Linked DNA regions of Mus musculus: region 2 is linked to region 1. The links are chromatin contacts, called in public HiChIP or PLAC-seq maps. All regions are on one chromosome and are shown on one strand. The core of a region is the stretch at or near the end of the contact, and the rest is flanking DNA. Distances in the headings are between cores, read along the strand shown. Region 1 overlaps Rnf213 (ring finger protein 213). Region 2 overlaps Slc38a10 (solute carrier family 38, member 10).

Region 1 (4,243 bases), core at 641-3,140:
AACCTAGGGCTTTGCTGTCCCCAGCTGCTTAAACACCACCCCAACCACACTGCCAAGCCCCAGACACCTACCCAACCCAAGACCTCACCCCTCAGCAGAGCCAGCAAACAACTTACAAAGTTTAACAATGGGTTAAGAACACTGAAGTCACCAGTCACACCCAAAGCTCTTCGGACCTGCAAGATGACCTTGGCAGAGCTGACAGCCTGGTGCAGGGTGTGATATTCTTTGATCTGCCCAACACGCTCTGAGATCCAACCTTTTTGGTCCTGGGGGTTCATAGTGCACATGAATTTAAGGTCGTTTTTCAGTTCATCATATTTATCTACAAAGTCTTTGAAGATGGCATCAACTTCAGCAAAGGTGATCTTTCCTGACTTCAGATTCTCATAGAGTGTGTAGAAGTTGTCATAACAAGGGTTGTACAGGTATTCCAAGACCTCTGGAAGCGAAACCTTCAACTCTCTGGGGTCCTTATCCAGAGTATTCAGTGACTCTGCTGTCTCTTGCCAGAAGTCCTGGAAGATATGGCTGTCTTTCAGGGAGTCTAGCTTGCTTGCCATTTCTCGGATGTCAGGGCTCAGGCAGTAATGTGTCTCCCTTTTGTAGGAGGAGGAATTGGGGAGCTTAATCACGGCTTCATTTAGTTTCTTATTGCTGAGGTCTTGAGAGTGGATTATTTCAATGTTTCCAAAATCCACTATAGAAACCAGAATTAAAGGGTGGGGGTTATTTATCTCACTTTTCTTGTATTTTATCCTCCCTCTCTCCCCCTGCCCCCCCTCATGTGTGTGAGCACATACACACCCCTTTTTGAGACAGATTTTCTGTGTAGCACTGGCTCTCTCTGTTTTACCTGTTCCCCTGCCGCCACCCCACCCGTGCTGGGATTAAAGGCCTGTGCTGTGTCATCACCAGCTGGCGTCACCTCTCCTCCTTAGTGTAGGGGAAAGACAAAGTCTGAATACGTAGGCAGGCTGGCTTTCAACTAATTATTCTCCTGATTGCCAGCATTGTGGCCATGCACCAGGGTGAGCAGAACTAGAGTTTGTTTGCAGCACTGGGGACAGCTCCTGCCGCCCCAAACACTAGGCAAGCCCTCTGCTAAGGACACACAACACTGGTTCTTCCTCTAGCTGCTTCTCTAAGAAAACAAACACAACCACTGCAGAACATGGGCATCTTTCCTCTCCTCCGCCTTGGCTTTGTCAGTTTTCACAACAAGGAAACTGGGTACATAACTGAGTAAAAAGTCAGTGGGAAACACACACACCTTTCTTCACTCCCTTCTAAGAGCACACTAATTATAAAATAGAAATTATATCTTAAAAGTCAGAAACTGGGGCTGGAGAGATGATGGATCAGTGGTTAAGAGCACTGTCGCTCTTCCAAAGTTCCTGAGTTCAAATCCCAGCAACCACATGGTGTCTCACAGCCATCCATAATGGGATCTGACACCCTCTTCTGGTGTGTCTGAAGACAGCTAAAGTGTACTTAGATATAATAATAAATAAATCTTTTATTAAAAAAAAAAAGTCAGAAGCTGGCTGGTGGTCATGGTAGCACACACCTTTAATCCTAGGCAGAGGTAGGTGGATCTGGGTGAATTTGAGGATAACCTGATTTACATTGAATCCATTAAGGGCAAATGTCATACACAAGGGCTCAGCCACCAGGCCTGCCCCAGCAACACCAGAGACAAGCAGGAGCAACATGCAGGAACTGCAGCATGCAGTTCCTAGTGCAGTGACCTACGAGGTGCCCACTCCTCCTAGCCAAGCACCTAGACCTAGAACAGACATCCCAGACTTGGAGTGACTGAGACTGCAGGTTGGCTGTCTGTCTCTTACTCAGCAAGGTAGATAAGCTGTGTCTGCCAGAGTCGAGGGAAGAGGGCGGGGACGCGCAAGGGAAGAGGGCGGGGACGTGCGAGGGAAGAGGGCGGGGACGCGCGAGGGGAGAGGGCGGGGACGCGCGAGGGGAGAGGGCGGGGACGCGCGAGGGGAGAGGGCGGGGACGCGCGAGGGAAGAGGGCGGGGACGCGCGAGGGAAGAGGGCGGGGACGTGCGAGGGAAGAGGGCGGGGACGTGCGAGGGAAGAGGCACAGAGTGCACCTGCAGGATAAAAGAAAGCCTAGAGCTCCCTGACCGACCTAGTGCTCATGAGGTGCCCTGCCTATGGTGGGAAATCAACAGATAGTTCTAGCATAGAAAAGTTGGAGGGATGCTTGCAGGCATGGGAGTGAATAAAAGTCAGACTGATTAACCTCTGGCAAATGCAAGTGAACTCAGATTTTAAAAAATTCTGAGCCCCAGAACCCATATAAACCTTGGGTAGGCATGACAGCCCGGCTGTTCCACCCTGGGGAGGCAGGGATGGAGGAATCCCCAGAGCAAACTGGCTAGCAAGGCTAGACCCATCAGCAAGCTCTGAATTTGATTGAGGGACCCTGTCTCACTGAATATAGTGAAAGAGGGCTCAAAAAAGATTCCCAGGATCTACCCTGGGCTTCCAGATGCACTCCTAAGTGCACATACACACACACACACACACACATGTATATGCCCATGCCCCCTCCCCATGGAAATTAAAAATATTGCTTTAAAGCCCCTGCCCTAGCTGCCTCTACTCCGCCCCCACTGCGCCTTCCTCTGCCCTTCACCCTGAGGCCCCTCAGTCTTCAGTGCCACTCCTGGGGCCCACCTTGCACAAGGTGTTTCACTCTTCCGAGCTGCCTCAGGAGGCTCTCCACGTATCTCTTCTCTTGCTTGAGGAACAGCAGATCATCCCTTCTCCTTTTCAGCAAGCTCCTCACATCACAGGCCTTCTCTTGGGATGGCAGCCGCCTTCTATCTGGAAAGTATGTGACAGCTCACACAATCCTGTAAGTCTTCCATGTAATCACATTCCACTGCCTCTCTCTGAACGTGCTCCATGCCAGGGCCATGTGGAGGGAGCAGCAAGACTTGAGCTCAGCTAGTCTATGAAGATGGTGGCAGAACAGGCTCTGCTGCCTTGATCCTACTGCTCTCTCATGACACTCCCCACAATAACTAAGCTCCCAGGCTCTCTGGCAAGAGCTGCTGGCAGTTACAGAGCCCAGAAACATACCCTGACCACAAAATGGCATACCCAGGCTTTCCCCCTCTTTCTGTTGCTCAGCCGCCTAAAGGTGTTATCTCAATTTGGTACTCACTTAAGTTCCAGATGTCAAGAAACTGACTCTGGTGCTCGAGGATCAGCTCCAGCTGTCCAACCACAATGGTGCCATTTTCAAGTTCCCCTGCGACCTTCTGGAACACAGACTCAGCAGTGGCCATCAGCTGCCTGCCTTCCTCCGTGATGTTGTCTATGATTTTCTCATTGGTTCCTGCTCAGAAGGAGAGCACACGGATCAGAGCCTGGGTCTCCTGAGCCATCGGTTCCCTGATGACTCCTCGTGCTCCGGCGGCGCTCAGGCAGTCTCCAGAGACAGCACTTGACTGGTGCACTGCTACTCGTTCTCCTGCACAGCCTGGCCACCATGCTCCCCATCTCTGTGAAACTTACAACTTAGATGACAAGATTTTAAATACATTTACTTAACTCGCAGAAGCAGGCGAATCTCTGGGATTTCAAGGCTAGCCTGTTCTACAAAAAGAGAGTTCCAGGACACCAGAGCTGTTACATAGAAAAACCCTATCTCAAATAAATACATTCATAATTAAAAATTAAATAATAAAAATGATCTTGTTTATCTGTAGCACTGAAAACCAAGCAGCCTTATCCAGCACTGTAAATCCATGAAACAACTGGGCATGTGACGCATACCGTGAATCCCCAGCACTCTACAAGTATAGGCAGGTGCATCTCTGTGAGTTCGAAACCAGCCCGGTCTCCATAGACCAGCCAAGGCTACATAGTGAGAGTCAGCCTCAGAAAAAGAAAACAAAAAAACCTGCAACAACTAGGATGCTCTTCAGCAGATGGACAGATCAAGAAACTGCAGCAACTCTATGATAAAAGCAGAATTCAGCTGCCAAGCAACAAGGAGACAGGAGACAGGAGGAGCTTCGAATGTGAGTGCTGTCCATGAACAGTCACACGTGTTCTCTAAGTCCACACACGTTAATGGTTCCATAAACTACAGGAGAGAGAATAAAGAGGAAGGCCACAGATCCTTGGGACAATGAGTTTATCGTGTATGACACTGCGATGCACCAGACATGCTGTCACGCACCTATGAAAGCCCAGGGCGCCCTTC
Region 2 (4,425 bases), core at 1,464-3,963, 710 kb before region 1:
TTCCCCCTTCATAATTCATAAGAAACTACAGAAACCCTTGCTTGTGTCTCCCTGCTGTGTCTGTGTCTCTTTGTGTGTGTGTCTCCTTGCTTTTTATCTCCCTTGCTTGTGTCTGTGTCTCCTGGCTCGTATGTCCCTTGCTTGTGTGTCCCTTTCTTGTGTCTCCTTGCTTTGCTCCTGCCTTGTGTTGTTTCATTTGGGGATGGTAGGTCTAAAGAAGGTCTGGCACCAGAGTTTAAAGTATCTCCTTATATCCATGAGACCTCAAGCAAACGGATGCTCGTCAAACTGCAGCACACAGCTTTTCTCGGTGGCTTTTTTTTTTTTTGTTGTTTTTTTGTTTTTTTCGAGACAGGGTTTCTCTGTGTAGCCCTGGCTGTCCTGGAACTCACTCTGTAGACCAGACTGGCCTCAAACTCAGAAATCCGCCTGCCTCTGCCTCCCGAGTGCTGGGATTAAAGGCGTGCGCCACCGCGCCCGGCCTCTCGGTGGGTGTGCGTTGCTGTCAGACTGAGCGGTTTCCTTTTCTCTAGCGTTCCACGCCTACGGCAAGGCCGGGAAGATGCTGGTGGAGACCAGGTGAGTGGTGCAGCCCTGCTGAGTCCATCCTTCTTACTGGAGCCTGTCAGGGAGTGAACACTGAGTCACTCGGGGAGAGCTTACAGCGTCTAATGTGCTTCTGAGGAGTCCCTCACAGTCAGCTCACTGTGACTTTACCTCACAGTGACTGCTGTCCAAGTCGAAAGCCTTATTAAGTCTTGCTAAGATGTACATGAGAATAAGAGACTTGGGAAGTACAGAAAAATAGCTCTCTCAGTATAGCTAATCTTTTTTTTTTTTTAAATTAATCGTTGTATTTGTTTACATTTCAAATGTTATCCCCATTCCCGGTCTCCCTTCCACAAACCCCCCACCCCAAGAACAGGTAATCTTAACGCTGTTATGTAAATTGTGTCCCCAACTCTGCCACAGAAGGGAGGCTCTAAATTGAAATGCCACTTTTTTTTTTTTTTTGGAGAGTAAAATTTTAATGAGTTGGAAAAATTTGTCAGAAAATTACACTTTTAGGCTTCTTAATCAAGGGATTGTGAACACAGAAGAAAACAGTTTTTAGAAGCAGTTGATTATTCTTTTAACTTATCTAATATTTCTGTACCTGAAAGAGTTTCGGAAGCTCCTGAGGAAGGGAACTAGGATAGCACATAGAGACTAGTTAAGTGTGATTTGGTATTTACCCAAGAGAGACTAGTTGAGTATGGTTCAGCATTTACCCCAAGAGCAGTGGAGGTCCCCCAGACACCCACGGTCACAGTTGCCTCCAGCCCAGCCAGTTTATGGCAGTTCCATGTCAGCAAAGCCCAGGAACTGGATGTGGTCCTGGGTGTCAGACTCGGGGTACCTGAGTCTTGAGTCTGCAAAGGTGCTCAGCTTTGATCACAAAGCAGCACCTTCTTAAATCTGACTTCAGAGCCCTGGGTGTCTTTCTTCACAGCATGATTGGGCTGATGCTGGGATCCTGCATTACCTTCTATGTCGTGATCGGTGACTTGGGGTCCAACTTCTTTGCTCCGCTGCTTGGATTACAGGTAAGACACTGTTAGATATCTGGTCTGTTTTAATCCTTGTGGTTGCTGCCTGATGCCTCCTTTCCTTAAGCCACCTGGGACCTGTGCCTGCCAGCCACTCAAGTTCCCTGGCTTGGATTTCAGAACTTTGCTCGAGTAGTGTCTGAGAGGCACCAGGAGAGGGAGAGAGAGAGAGAGAGCAGGCTGTGATACAGCCTGATGGTGTACAAGGTGGAGGCAGGGAGGAGGAGGGGTAGGACACAGCAAATCATTGTGCAGGTCAGATGCCTCAGCCTTCCAGCGGTGCTCATCAAAAGGCAAAAGAGGCCAGGCCCTCGTGCAGCTTCTGTGCTGGGCTGTTGATCGGTACATTGAGGCTGGGAGTTGGGGCCCACCCTGCTGAGGAAGACTCGAGGGCACTGCTCCCAGGGCCTGTGACATAGCTCTGTGCATCCTCCAAGCTTGCCACTCCCTGACTGTGAAGGTCCCACCTGTGAACTGGACCCCACACAACCTTCCTCCCCTACTGGGGAGCAGAGCTGTAACCAGTGACCGCCTAGGGAAAGTGGGCATATGGCCCTGGGGGGTCTTTTTTGTGAAGACTCCTTTGTTTTTGTTTACCTGGTAGCTGGAGATGACTTTTAGTTTGTAAATGTGACAGCTGAGGAGATCCTTCTCGTGAATATGTGTAGGATTTGCATGGTGTGGGAGGACTTTGCAGAGAGTGGCCTGTGAGCCTGGCCCTGGTCTGTGTCTTCCCCTTTGGCTTTCTGTCCATCTCCCACACTGCCCTTGGGTCCAGCAGAGTTGTGGGTCAGTCTCTCACACAGTTACTTGAGTCCTTTCTCAAAACCCTACCGATCTGTGCCAGGGCCAGATATCTCACCTGCAGTTCTGAGAGACTTGCAGGATGGGCAGTATCAGCCTCTGTGGCCTCGCTGTCACCTGTGAAGAAGGTTCCAGGAAGTCAAACGTGCTGGCTGCAGATCAGTGAGATGGTAGATATCCCCAGATCGGTGCTTCTTAGTAGACGCCAGCCTGGAGTTTTGTGATGAATTATCTGGGTCAGAATTTCCTTCTGTGGTAAAGATAGCTCTGAGTTGTGTGGAGACGTGGTGACTCCTTCCACCAGCCGCCGGCACCAGCTGGGCAGGGTTTTTCCAGAGCAGTGCAGTTCCCGCGTGCTCTTGCCACATTCTGACACTGTGTAACGTGTTGGCTCTGGGTAGCTGATATTTTGGTCCTGACTAGTCTCATTGTGGAGCCTGGGTGGACCATGCTGGGCCAGAGGTGTTCAGTACTTTGATCCACGTGGCCACTGAGAGGGGAGCTTTCAGCCTGTACCTGCCAGACTTGACCACACCACCTTCTGCTTTAAGGCCTCAGTGTGCTCCTCAGCCTGTGGTGGCTCCTGCCCTGGCCACACTGGTAAGATGAGTCCTGGCAGTGAGTGAGCTCAGAGCTTAGAGCTGATTCCCTTCCAGGTGACCAGGACTGTCCGTGTGTTCCTGCTCTTCGCAGTGTCCCTGTTCATTGTGCTCCCGCTCAGCCTGCAGAGAAACATGATGGCCTCTATCCAGTCCTTCAGTGCCATGGCGCTCCTCTTCTACACCGTCTTCATGTTCGTGGTGAGCACCGGAGACACTGCTGAGGGGCTTGTTTGTGGCGTAGTCCTTCCCATAACCACATGTGTCCACGCCTTAGTCTGCTGTTGCCATCAGCTACCTTGGGGGGATTATGGGAAAGTGGCTTTGAGTCCTGTGGTAGAACTACTGCAATGTCGTGAAGGCCGTGTGCATGCCTGGTCTGTGAGCACCAGAGGCAGAGCAGTTGGACAGCAGGATCCAGAAGGGGCTTTGAAACCATAGTCCCTTTACCCAGGCTCTGGAAAGCAAGTGAGGTGGCTGTGTGTTTTATGGGAAGAACTTCCATGTGGAACATGGAACCAGGTGTATGTGCTAGTGTTTTGTCACATGGTGCCAGTTGTCACTTTTCTAAATGAGCTTTTTTGGGGATAGTCTGGAAGATGGGGTGTGAGGACTTCCTCCAGAGTCCTTAGCCTTCCTCCCTGACCCTGCTGAACCCTTGGGGGTTCACCCTCACTGCCAGGGAAGACGCTGGGTTTCCTGAGGGCAGGGGCCAAGTGTGCTTGCAGGAGCTGTGCCCTGGTCTGGCTGCAGGGGACCAGCCAGGGACAGTTAACTCCTGACTCATAGCCATGTCTTCAGTGGATGAGCTCCTGAAAGATGGCTGTCTGCCTGTCCAGGGCAAGGAGATAAAGGACATGCCCTTATGGAGGGCACTGCTCCCTGTCATCTGAGACGGGTTTCAGGGCTGAGGGAGGGAGTGAGCTTCTGCTTCTCTCTCCACTATGAGGCCCCACATCGGAGCAGAACCCCCCTGCAGCTGGGTACACCTCTCAGTAGTGCTCAGGCAGCTCCATGCATGGACTGGGTTCTAAGCCAGGGCCCAGGGACATAGGTGAGGTGGAGCCCCTGCCCCTTCAGACAGCCCCAGGCTACAGGAATAAGCCAGCTTTGATGTAGAGAAGAGCTGTGTGTCTCCTGTACCTCCTCTGTGGCACGGTTTCTACTCTCTCCTGACCCCATGTCTCACTCTCTTCTTGGTCTAGATTGTGCTGTCCTCCCTTAAACATGGCCTCTTTAGTGGGCAGTGGCTGCGACAGGTCAGCTACATTCGCTGGGAAGGTGTTTTCCGCTGTGTCCCCATCTTTGGCATGTCCTTTGCCTGTCAGTCGTAAGTACTGCCAAGGTGAAAGAAGGGGGAGGGGTGGGGCTGAGGGTGTAGCCTGGAGGAGGGGCGAAGGGAGAAGCTGTGGGTCAGCAGCCTGCTTTTCTTG

The links. HiChIP or PLAC-seq counts read pairs in DNA pulled down with a chosen protein or histone mark.
Region 2: an H3K27ac HiChIP or PLAC-seq map of T-cell acute lymphoblastic leukemia shows a contact between it and region 1, with 4 times the contacts expected there. The contact joins two enhancer-like sites. A contact is called at or near these places in 1 of 39 promoter capture datasets (liver) and 2 of 115 datasets of contacts at active chromatin or transcription factors (T-cell acute lymphoblastic leukemia and large pre-B cells).

The regions. Positions count from the first base shown.
Region 1 is chr11:119,426,623-119,430,865 of GRCm38.p6, reverse strand. Rnf213 (ring finger protein 213) reads right to left here. Exons shown (of 68, transcript NM_001040005.3): 19 at 3,197-3,370; 20 at 2,704-2,853; 21 at 117-700. Among named protein-coding and RNA genes, the nearest start is that of Mir1932, 38 kb to the right of the region's middle. Within about 2 kb of position 1,890, at least 155 of the 459 cell types and tissues checked have an H3K27ac peak or open chromatin away from gene starts, as enhancers often do. A contact at or near this core is called in T-cell acute lymphoblastic leukemia, where this site is marked.
Region 2 is chr11:120,137,754-120,142,178 of GRCm38.p6, reverse strand. It overlaps Slc38a10 (solute carrier family 38, member 10), which reads left to right. Exons shown (of 17, transcript NM_024249.5): 3 at 534-579; 4 at 1,493-1,586; 5 at 3,050-3,193; 6 at 4,198-4,322. Among named protein-coding and RNA genes, the nearest start is that of Gm11769, 10 kb to the left of the region's middle. Within about 2 kb of position 2,713, at least 30 of the 459 cell types and tissues checked have an H3K27ac peak or open chromatin away from gene starts, as enhancers often do. A contact at or near this core is called in T-cell acute lymphoblastic leukemia, where this site is marked.